3 separate regions of the Sus scrofa genome follow, and all the other regions are linked to region 3. Evidence: chromatin contacts called from public Hi-C and HiChIP or PLAC-seq data. All regions are on one chromosome and are shown on one strand. The core of a region is the stretch at or near the end of the contact, and the rest is flanking DNA. Distances in the headings are between cores, read along the strand shown. Region 1 overlaps FTO (fat mass and obesity associated). Region 2 holds the start of LOC110261350. Region 3 holds the start of IRX5 (iroquois-class homeodomain protein IRX-5).

The links. Hi-C and Micro-C count contacts between places; a contact is called where the count stands out from the background. HiChIP or PLAC-seq counts read pairs in DNA pulled down with a chosen protein or histone mark.
Region 1: an H3K27ac HiChIP or PLAC-seq map of skeletal muscle shows a contact between it and region 3, with 4 times the contacts expected there. The contact joins the enhancer-like site here to the promoter of IRX5 in region 3. A contact is called at or near these places in 9 of 47 Hi-C or Micro-C datasets (brain, embryonic fibroblasts, fetal heart ventricle and 4 more) and 1 of 2 datasets of contacts at active chromatin or transcription factors (skeletal muscle).
Region 2: a contact with region 3 is called in a Hi-C map of epiblast stem cells, with 3 times the contacts expected there. The contact joins the promoter of LOC110261350 here to the promoter of IRX5 in region 3. A contact is called at or near these places in 17 of 47 Hi-C or Micro-C datasets (adipocytes, alveolar macrophages, brain and 11 more) and 1 of 2 datasets of contacts at active chromatin or transcription factors (skeletal muscle).

What each region holds. Positions count from the first base shown.
Region 1 is chr6:31,489,049-31,492,911 of Sscrofa11.1, reverse strand. All of the region lies in intron 1 of FTO (fat mass and obesity associated), which reads left to right. Among named protein-coding and RNA genes, the nearest start is that of FTO, 74 kb to the left of the region's middle. Within about 2 kb of position 2,446, at least 9 of the 83 cell types and tissues checked have an H3K27ac peak or open chromatin away from gene starts, as enhancers often do. A contact at or near this core is called in brain and skeletal muscle, where this site is marked.
Region 2 is chr6:31,044,800-31,048,429 of Sscrofa11.1, reverse strand. It overlaps LOC110261350, which reads left to right and starts at 2,084. Exons shown (of 6, transcript XM_021097536.1): 1 at 2,084-2,098; 2 at 2,172-2,286. The coding sequence starts at 2,084. It overlaps IRX3 (iroquois-class homeodomain protein IRX-3), which reads right to left and starts at 3,508. Exons shown (of 4, transcript XM_003126981.4): 1 at 1,819-3,508; 2 at 532-1,651; 3 at 281-347. The coding sequence starts at 2,085.
Region 3 is chr6:30,513,016-30,516,337 of Sscrofa11.1, reverse strand. IRX5 (iroquois-class homeodomain protein IRX-5) reads left to right here and starts at 1,323. Exons shown (of 4, transcript XM_021094164.1): 1 at 1,323-1,977; 2 at 3,067-3,322. The coding sequence starts at 1,729. LOC102165609 (a long non-coding RNA gene) reads right to left here and starts at 1,180. Exons shown (of 9, transcript XR_002344591.1): 1 at 1-1,180.

The DNA.
Region 1 (3,863 bases), core at 1,197-3,696, 980 kb before region 3:
CCATCTTATCAGAAGAGTCTTTAAGTATTAGGAAGCTGTCAAGTCCAAGGTGGCAAATACAGATTTTCAGCATTTCCAATTTTGGCTTGAAAACTCAAAATTTCATCATTGGCAGCAAATGACAGATGAAACGACAGGCTCACTTCATTAATTTTTGAGAAAACGTTTGCCTGAGTACAAAGTCTGATGAACCGTGTTTTGCCAGTCATTTTCTCATATAAAAATGGTGTTCCATGAAAAAAGGGGCTCTTGGAGTCTCCAACTGAAACAGTCCCACAAGTGCTTTTCTTTGAGAAAGCCATTTTACTTTGAAGGGCTTTAAGTATACTGCCCATTTTCTCACAGAAATGTTTGCGATTTAATAGCATTAATATTTTTTACTGCTTTATCAGGGGCATTCTTTTTTTCCTGCTTTTCAGGGCTGCACCTGCAGCATATAAAATTTCCCAGGCTAGGGGTCCAATAGGAGCTGCAGCTGCCGGCCTATACCACAGCCACAGCAATGCAGGATCCCACCCGTGTCTGTGACCTACACCACAACTCATGGCAATGCCAGATCCTTAACCCACTGAGCGAGGACAGGGATTGAACCTGCATCCTCAAGGATACTGGTCAGGTTCGCTACCGCTGAGCCACAATGGGAACCGTATCAGGGACGTTCTCAAATGAGATTAACTTTTGTCTTTTTTCTCTTTTTTACTGGACTGCATGTATGGTGACTCCTAGTGCACTTTGGTGCTACTGACTTGATTTGGGCCAAGGTACCTGCGGTTTCACCTGCCATTCTTTTAAGCCATCAGTGCAAATGTCAACAGAGTGAAAAAAGCAAATGATAGCATTATTATGAAAATAGTATTACTGATCTTGAAGATCCTTGGTGAAACCACAGCACTAGAACAATGAGGAAGACCTGAATGGTTAAAAATCCAAAGACTGGAATAAGAGTTTCATTGGTTTTAGCTTCACGGGTAATTTCCTCTTCACGCTGGAACTGCCTGAGTGAGGCCGTGGAGAGAAGGACATTTCTCTCCTATTCTGGGCTTGTCTCAACCGAGGGTCTGATTCCTGGGGCTTGAGTTATTTTTTTATCTTTTCTTTTGGTTGTGTTGTTGCAGTTATATTGAGTTTAAGAAGCACAAGGAGATTCTCTGTCAGCTTTGGGTGATTATTAGTGTGTAACAGATCAATTGGCTTTTTTTGTTGTTAGAAAAAAATGTATGATAAGTGCTGTTTTTGAGAGGATTGAGGTCACCATAGGACCGTTTGTTTGGGACATTTTTGAGGAAAGCCTTCTCTAAAAAGAACCTATTTGGTGGGTTCTTGTTGTGGCTCAGTGGATTATGAACCCAACTAGTGTCTAAGAGGACACAGGTTTGATCCCTGGCCCTGTTCAGTGGATTAAGGATCCGGCATTGCTGTGAGCTGTAGTGCAGGTCACAGGCATGACTTGGACCTGGCATTGCTGTGGCTGTTGCTGTGGCCGGCAGTTGTAGCTCCGATTTGACCCCTGGCCTGGGAACTTCTTTGTGCCTCAGGTGTGGCCCTAAGAAGAAACCTGTGAAAAATTATTTCAGTTGGTTTCATTGATGAACTTAGGAGCTTCTGATTGTTTTATTTTGGTAGCTTGTTTGCTTCTTTCTTTTTTCAATACTTGGCAGATAATCTTCCTTCTGCGTCTTGAGTCGCTATCAGGCCATCAGATCTCCCCAACAGCATCGTCCCATGGTCCCATCGAACCTGCACTTGAGACCGCAATGAACCGATCCTGTAATAGAAGAATCCCAATTTTCTAGTTTCTGCCCCCCCCCCCCCCCGCCTTTCTTTCTTGTTTTAAACGTCTTGGGTGGTTGGGGCACATTATTGAAACAATTATTACATTTACCCAAGAGTTTGTCTTTTCTATTAAAAAAAAAAAATTCCATCTAAGTGCCTCACGGTGAAGAGGAGGAGATTGTGTAACCGGAGTCTCCTCTTAACTGGTCTTTATTGTTGAAGAAGACTGGTCCCTTTGTGTTCCGGCTTGGCACACAGAAACGGGTTTAATTTAACAGTCCAGCTCCTTTAATAGATCAATTCTCCATTGTGTTTTGAACCTGGTGCCTTCCCAGTGTCTCTCTGAAGCACTGGGCTTCTTTGGAGGAACTGGGGCGGGGGGCGTCAGAGAGGCTTAGTCATGTGGGCTATGATTTATAGTTTTATCCCAAGCCTCTTATTCAGTACTGCTGGACGGGGATGGCAGGGAACATTTGCACGTGCCTGCTGCGTGCCGGATATGCCACCAGGTGTTTGGCCATCCTCGTCCAATCCTCGTGTCTCCTCTCTAACACCTCCTGACCTTTGCACTTTTCCCCACCTCTGTTACGACCACCATGCGCCAAGGCATCGTCTCTCTCTTGCCTGGACTTCTGCGCCCCCACACTGGTCTCCCTGCATCAGCTTTGCACAGCCCCCTCCTCCTCATAATCCATTCTCCACACGTCAGTTGGACTCAGACTTTAAAAATAGAAAGCAGATTGAATCACCTCTCCACTTAAAGTCTTTCAGCGACTCTGCATCGCACACACAGAGTAAAATCCTTGTGCCCTGGAGTTCCCATTGAGGCTCAGTGGGTTAAGGACCCAGCTTAGTGCCTATGAAGATGCAGGTTCGAGCCCTGCTCTTGCTCAGTGGGTTGAAGATCTGGCGTTGCCACAAGCTGTGGGGTAGGTCACCGAGGCAGCTCAGATCTGGTGTTACTGTGGCTGTGGTGTAGGCCTCAGCTTGTGGCTCCAATTCGACCCCTAGCCTGGGAACTTCCATATGCTGCAGGTGTGGCTGTAAAAAGAAAAAGGAAAAGAAAAAAAAAAATTATTGTGCTCTGGCCAGCAGGCCCTGAAGGATCTGGCTTCTGCCTGTATCTGGAAACTCATCTAATGTACTTCCCTAAACTTGTCCACTGTGCTCAGACCAGCTGGCCTTCTTTCTGTCCCTGGAAGCCACCAGCCTGATTCTTCCTCAGGGCCTTTGTACCAGCTATTCTTCCTGCTTGGAACACTCTCTTTAGATCTTTACCCTGGGAATGGCTTTTTCTTGTAATTTTAGTCCTGCCTAAAATGACACCTGCTCAGTGTAGCTTCCCCGACCAACCAAGCTATAGCAATCTCCCTCTGTTGTGTCATTCTTTTTTTTTTTTTTTTTTTTTTTTTTTTTTTGCTTTTTAGGGCCTCACCCACAACATATGGAAATTCCCAGACTAGGGGTCGAATTGGAGCTACAGTTGCTGGCCTACGCCATAGCCACAGCCACACAGGATCTGACCTGGGTCTCCAACCCACAGCTCACAGCAGTGCCGGATCCCCAACCCACTGAGTGAGGCCAGGGATCGAACCTGCATCCTCATGGATACTGATCGGATTTGTTTCCGCTGCACTGAAAAGGGAACTCTTGTATCATTCATTTTGTTTTTGTTAATTTACTTGGTGCAGTTGTAGGGTGAGGTTCTGCTGTCAGATTGTCTGGGTTTCAATCTTGGTTGGCCCTGCCACTTACTGGCTGTGTGACTTTGAGCACATTACTTAACCTTTTGGGTCTTTAGTTTTCTGCTCTATAAAATGGTTATAATGACCTTAGTTTCCTTCATTATGAGAATTAAGTCAATAGTATGAGATAATCATAATAGTTTCTGGCATATTGTATATGCTTCTGAGCCATTAGCTATATTTTATCTTATGTTACTTTACCTTATTTTGTTTTATCTTTTTATTTTCCTTTTTGTGGCCATACCTGTGGCATATTGAAGTTCCCGGGCTAGGGACTGAATTGGAGCCGTAGCTCCAGGCCTACGCCACAGCCACAGCCACACCCCATCCCTGGCCCAATGAGCG
Region 2 (3,630 bases), core at 835-3,334, 530 kb before region 3:
CCTGCTCCAGATCCATGGGCCTGGCCTGCTGGACGGGCCGGACTCGGGGTTCCAAAGCGAGGTACCCGTTGCCGAGCCCGGGTGCCTGATTGGGACTGTGGAGACATCTCTGGGCCCGCGGGGCCGACGGTGGGTTGTGTTTCATTCCCTTTTAAAAGCTTGTCCTAGCTGCTCCCCCACCAACCCCTCCCGGGCAAAAGCCCGAGTTTCCTCTGCACTCCCCCCCGCCCCCGCCCCGCCTGCCGGTCCCAACACCCCTCCCCAGAACGGGGTCTCTTACCGCCTGGGCACGGGTTGGAAAGCTGTCTTGAGTAACTTTTTCTCCACTTCCAAGGCACTACAGCGATCTAAGGGAAGCGGGGAAGAAAAAGGAGGGCTTTTAGAGCGCTCCATTCCGCCGCCCAGGCCCGCGGGGAGGCAGACGCGGAGTGGTCGGCGCCTTGCGCCCCTGGGGACCTGTGCGACTCCTCCAGCCCTGACGCGACCTCCAGACTCGCCCCCCTCCCTCCGCATCCTGCGCTCAGCAGTCACCTGTTCCGCCCTCGGGCTCCGCCGGCCGAGCGAAGGCGGCGGCTGCGGCAGCCGGGTGGCCCGCGGCTCCGGGAAGTCCCAGCAGGTGTGGAGGGGCCGAGCCGAGTAGGGAGAGCGGGTGCGGGCGTGGGCCGGGCGGCGGGCCGGGGAACGGCCTGTTGGTCCAAGCGGGGAACTTGCCTAGCGGCGCTGAGACGAGTCTGTGAGCTGCGGCTGCGGCGGCGGCGGGAGAGAGCTGCAGGGCTGGGGGCGCGACGGCTGCCCCGGGGGGAGAACCCCCCGCGCCTGGAGGCGAGCGGCGCGGATTGTCCGGGCTTGTGGCCGTCTCGGCCAGGGACCAGATCTTGGGTTTCTGCAAGGCCGAGGCGGGCGCTGGTGCAGCAGCGCAGGGGTCCAGGCCCGCTGAGGGCGAAGGAGGAGATGGCAGAGCCGCGGCCACCGGCGGTGGCACTGGGGCCAGACTCAGGACGGGCAGTGGACGCTCCTCCAAGCCCTCGGAACTGTCATCTGAGTCGCTATTCTTGGAGTCTGAAATGGATTCCAGGCCGAGGTCGCCGTCCCTGTGCGCTGCCCCAGTCAGGGCCAGCTCAGGCCCTGCGGCCGTACCGTCTAAGTTCTCCAAATCGATCTCCTCGTCTTCATCGTCGTCCACCAGGCCCTCGCCCCCAGTGTCCTCCTCCTCCCCCCCGAGCTCCTCCTCCTCCAGCTCCAGTTCGCGTTTGCTGTCTTCTTCATCTTCCTCTTCGTCCTCCTCCTCGCGCTCGCTCCCGTAAGCGTTGCCCTCCTCGTCGGTGCGGCTGCGGGGCGCCCATGTCATCTTGTTCTCCTTCTTGAGGCGCCGGCGCGCGTTGGCGAACCAGGTGGACACCTGGGTGAGGGTCATCTTGGTGATGATGGCCAGCATGATCTTCTCGCCCTTGGTGGGGTAGGGGTTCTTGCGGTGCTCGTTCAGCCAGGCCTTGAGTGTGCTAGTGCTCTCCCGGGTCGCGTTCTTGGGACGGGACGGGTCCCCGAACTGGTACTGGCCGTATGGGTAGAAGGCGGGGTGCGGGTGCGGAAACCCGGCGGCCGCAGCCGGATGCTGCACCCCCGGACTGTCCTTCAGCTCATACTGCGTGCCCTGTACGCACAGGAGAAGGAAGGGACACGCGCCAAGGCAGCGCGGATGAGCGCTGGCAGTCGCCGCCTCCACCCTCCCGGCCCAGGCCCCGCTAATCTACTCTCGCGGGCTCACCTCCTTCGGCGCCCCAGCTCCAACCCCCTAGCCGCGGCTCCCCGGGCACTTACCAGCTGCGGGAAGATGGGCAGCTCCGCCGCGTAGGGCAGGAAGGCGCCGTAGCCTTGGGCAGCGGCGGCTGCCGCGGCCGCCGCGGCGTAGGGCGCCCCGTACACGGACGAGAGCACGTTGGACAGGGACCCCGAGGCGGCCAGCTCTGAGGTTCCGGCTCCCGGGCCGCCCCGGGCCCCGGCGCTCCCACCGCCGGCGGCGGCCCCGGGGCGCTCGGGCGGGTAGATCGGGCGGATGTACTGGTATCCGAGCTGGGGGAAGGACATGGTGGCCCGCGGGGCACGGACGGAGAGGGGGCCAGGCCCCCCGGGCCGCCCAGCTCAGCGCCGCCCGCGGGCTCGGCGCTCATCAGGGGCTGAGCCGGGCTGGGGCCGCGCTGCCTCCCGCGCTGCGCTGCACTCCGCGTTCGCCTATTGATCTGCTCGGCGGCAGCGGCGGCGGCGGCGGCGGCGGCGGCAAGGAGCCAGGTCAGGTCCGAACAGATTGGCGGAGATTCCCGGGGCTCCGGGCTCTGATTGACATTTCTACGGGCCCGCAAGCCCCTCCTCTCTGCGCCGCGCTCCCTCCTCTCGGCAGCCGGAGCTGCCTCTGCCCGCGCCTCGCTCCTCACTGCCCTCCTCTCCCTGAGCAGTGTCGCTCCGAGCTTCCTTCGCCCTCCTCTAGTTTTCACTCCCCCTCCTCGCCCTTCCTCTCCCCTCCCCTCCCTCTCAGCGCTCCTCTTTCCCCCAGGACCGCTTCCGCTCCTTCGGGCTCTTTCGCGCTCCTGGACACTACAAAACTCTTCTTTCTCCTTCTCTTTCCTTTTCTTACTATTCCCTTTTCTCCCCTTTCTCTTCTCTTCACTCCATTTCTTCTTTTGAAAATCTATTTCTCTATACTCACACTACACGCCCCGCACCCCTGTCCCTTGCCTCTGCGCCCTGAGCTAAGGCAGCCTAAAGTTGCGGACACTTTGGGCGCCTGCCGTGCGGGGTGTGCGTGTCTGTATCTGTGTCCGTGTGTCCGTCTCCGCCCTTCCCCCCTCCCTCGCCCTTCCCCAAATCTCGGGTCTGACGTTGCGCCCTCTTATTCGACTTTTCCTTGCGTCTCCTTCGCGAGTCTCCAATCGCTTGGGCGGCCTGCAGGCTAGGCCGCCCACCCCCGCGGATACTGCGCGCAGGGCGGGGCCGGGCGGGGCGGGAAGGGACTCTCAGAGTCCCTTCCCGCCCCCTCTGGCCTGCGGCGGGAGGGGGAGCGAGAGGCGCGGGGACGGGGTTAGAACAGGGTCAGCTCGCCCCTCCAGCTTCCCGCCTCTCGGTACCTTTCCGTCGGCTCCAGCGCGCGGGGCCTGGGTCGGGTCCAGACCAGGTCTCGGGCAGGCGCTGGGGTTTTACTCTGCCCGGGCCCCCTTTCCAGCTCGCACCTCTTGACTCCGGGCTACTCTCAGAGGCGTAGGGTGGGAGCTTGCCGAGTGCGCGGGCGGGGTGCGTTCTAGTCCAGTCTTCAAGGACCATCTCACTGCCCAGGGAGGCGAAGCAGCCCCCTACTCCAGAGGACCAAACCTTGAAATTAACCACGTTAACGCCGCACGGCTGTCAGGGTGCGAATCTCTCATTAGAAATGGCGGATTCCCGGCGCGGGTGTGGGCGCCGCAGGGTGGACTCCCCGGGGATCTGGGGAGCGACGTCAGGACAGTGGAGCCTACGGGCGCCCAAAGCTGGGGTGGGTGGGGTGGGGGCGGAGCAGGGAGCTGGGTGGCTGAGGCCCCAGGAACTTTTGGAGAGCGCTTGGAGAACTTTGTATATTGGAATTTTCGGTCCGTAGAGATTCTT
Region 3 (3,322 bases), core at 74-2,573:
CAGGAAATAAAGTGAATCTCGCCTGTCAGAGTCATTGTAGGAAATTTGGTGTATGGTCAAACTTCGGCTTGCCTGTGACCCCATTCATTATAGAAGGCCACAAAGTCCTTGATCTGCTGGGTTTCAGCGGAGTGCCCACCACTGTGCCAGCCCCGGTCCGGGTTCACCAGCGCCTGTCTGTCCCAGAGTTCGAGTGCGTCTATGGCTTGTGGAGGCGCGGGGTGGAGAAACAGGCAAAGGGTCTCTTTTGTATTCTGTGTGGCTTCGTGGGCAAGGGCTCGGCCTGTGACTCAATTGTGTGTGTGTGTGTGTGTGTGTGTGTTTGCCTTGCCAGCGGCTCGCTGAACAGTGGTTGGGTTGGTTAGTGCTCCGCGGAGCGTTAGCAGTGGAGCGTGGGCGGGTGCGAGAGTTCCTGCGAAAGGGAAGGGGACCCGCACCGTCCACCACCACCACCACCGGCCTGGCGGGGCGAGCTGCGGCTGATGCAAAACCCCAAGAAAGAGGCAGCGAGGCATGGTGGGAGGGGGTGTTGTAGAGTCCGGAGACCTGTTCCTGTGTAGCTGCTTCTCCGCCTGACGGCTCTTGCCCACTACCTCTCTGGAGAAAGGCTACCCTCTTAGTACCAGGTCCCCAGTGTCTGACCCTCGCTGTTTGGCAGGGAATTGGTGGAAGGGAGCCCGGGCTGAAGCCGTCCAAGGCCTGTTTCTCGCCCACCTGCTGCTGCTGGCGGAGGGGGACAGTCCACCCTGGACTTCCTGCGTCCTGGACTCTGGCATTCATACGACTCTCCTAGGGGCCCTAATTACGGATCTACAACTCGCTCTCGGGTCCCCTCGCTTGGGGGAAAAGCTAGGGGAGGGTGGGTAGCAATCCGCCTTGGAGCCCAGTCTCCTGGCTAACAAGAAATCCGCTAACTCCGCGATTTACTGTGGCGTAGAGAGCAGAGCGTTCACTGGCGCGCAGTCCGCGGCGTCGTTCCCTTTGTGCTTCGGTACAGGCGGACAGGCCACCAGGGCCTGCCTTGCGTCGGAACCGCCGCTCCACCCCGACTTAGAAGGGGACGAAAGTTGGAAGAGATCCGCGCGCCTTGGTTGTGATTGTCATCCTGGGGCCGGCGCTCGAGAGTCTAAGTCAGAGAGAGAGAGGGAGAGACCGTGGAGGGGAGGGGGGCATAAGAGGAGGGGGGAAAGGAGGGCCGTGGCGGAGAGGCGGGCGCGAGGGAGGGGCGAGGGGAGAGCCAGCGAGCGGGAGAGGGAGCCGGGGAGGAAGAGGGAGAGGGCGAGGCGCGCCTGGCGGCCGGGTTGGCTGCGGCGGCCCAGAGGCTCCTGCCAGTCCTCCCACCGACTACACCCCGGGAAGGAGGAGCTTCAGGCGCGCACAAGGCGTCAGAATCCTCAATTTCCAACTTAGCATCTTGGCAGGACCTTTGCGAAGCCAAAAGCAGAGCCCCCAGTGCAAAGAGCGAGGGGGAAAAAGAGAAAGCAGCAAGGGAGGGGGGAAACCCTGCTGGGGCGAGCGAGGCGCGCAGAGGAGCGGGTTCGGCGGTCGCAGCCGGAGGCGCGCGGGAAGCCAGCGAGGAGGCTCTGCGGGCCGGAGCCCGGGAACCGGGGCCCGAGGAGCGGCGGCCCGGGGCAGCCGGAGACCAGGTGCCCGCCCGCTCGCCCTCGCAGGGCGCCGCCCGGCTCGTTGGCGGCCGCGGCGCGGAGCGCCCCATGCCCGTGTGTGGCCATGTCCTATCCGCAGGGCTACTTGTACCAGCCGTCCGCCTCGCTGGCGCTCTACTCGTGCCCGGCGTACAGCACCAGCGTCATCTCGGGGCCCCGCACGGATGAGCTCGGCCGCTCGTCGTCGGGCTCCGCGTTCTCGCCCTACGCCGGCTCCACCGCCTTCACGGCGCCCTCGCCGGGCTACAACTCGCACCTCCAGTACGGCGCCGACCCCGCGGCGGCGGCGGCCGCCGCCTTCTCTTCGTACGTGGTGAGTAAGCAGGAGTTGGGGAGGGCGAGGGCAGCTGGGGCCGCGCGGGGGGGCGGGGGCTTCGGGGACACTGGTCTCGGCTCCGCGGCGGACCGCCCCTCCAAGCCTCGCGGCCCCTGCAAACTTGGGCGATTGTCTCGCTCGGCTTCGCCCGGGCCTCGGGCTCAGGGATTGTTCAGAAAGGAGAGTCGCGTCTTGCTGGGATCGCTGAGTTGGCGGAAAGGGTTTTGGGGGAGAGGTCGCTGCAGTTAAAGAGCAACATTTGATTCAAACGTGAGCTCCAGGCCGCCCTGCACACTTTACTTCATTTTTTTTTTTTTTTTTTTAGTTTTGCCATTTGGGGAAAGTAGTTCAAAAGAAATAGATCCGAAATCTGAACAGAAGCGTGCTAAATCTGTGTAAATGTGTTTGGCCTCGCCTTTAATTAGTCCTCCAAAATGTTGCAAATCCGTAATCCTATCTTCGCAATCCGATTTAGAGGTATTAAATTTCTGAAAAGTCGGCCGAGCTGCGGTGCATCCGGGATTTTTTCGGCCGGGTGCACTTTCTGGAGAAGAACCGCGGCTTCGGCTTGGGGTAACACTTTTGGAGGGGCGGGAGTGCCGGATCAAGGCATAGCTTTTCGTTTGCCTTTCTCTGCAAGGGAGAAAAAATTCCATTACTTCCTTTGCTCACCCTTCTTCTCCTAACGCGCAGCCACTTGGGCGCCGAGCGCAGGGTCGCCGGCCGTTGCTCAGACCTCTCGCTGGGCGGAGGGCCTGGCCGCGGTGGCGGGATCTGCGCACGGGGACCGCACTGCGGGGGGGCGGACGTACTCAGGCAGACAGGGGCCTACCGTGTGCCGCCAAGGCCAGGACAGCTCCAAGCGCCCCCAAGGACTGGCCTCAGGAGTTGGCGCCCCCTCTTCCTTCTGAGGGGGAGGAGTGGTTGCCCCCAGGGTCTAAGCCCTCCAGCCCTACCCCAGGGGAAGCCAGAGTGCTGGCCTCGAAGCCCGAAGACCCCTGGGCTCAGCGAAAGTGCGTCTTGGTCGCCCAGGTGGCCCCGAGGACCACGGCCCACTCTCACTTTCTCTCTGCCCGTTCCTGGCAGGGCTCTCCTTACGACCACACTCCGGGCATGGCAGGCTCCTTGGGGTACCACCCGTACGCGGCGCCCCTGGGCTCATACCCGTACGGGGACCCCGCTTACCGGAAGAACGCCACCCGAGACGCCACCGCTACGCTCAAGGCCTGGCTGAACGAGCACCGCAAGAACCCCTACCCCACCAAGGGCGAGAAGATCATGCTGGCCATCATCACCAAGATGACCCTCACCCAGGTGTCCACCTGGTTCGCCAACGCGCGTC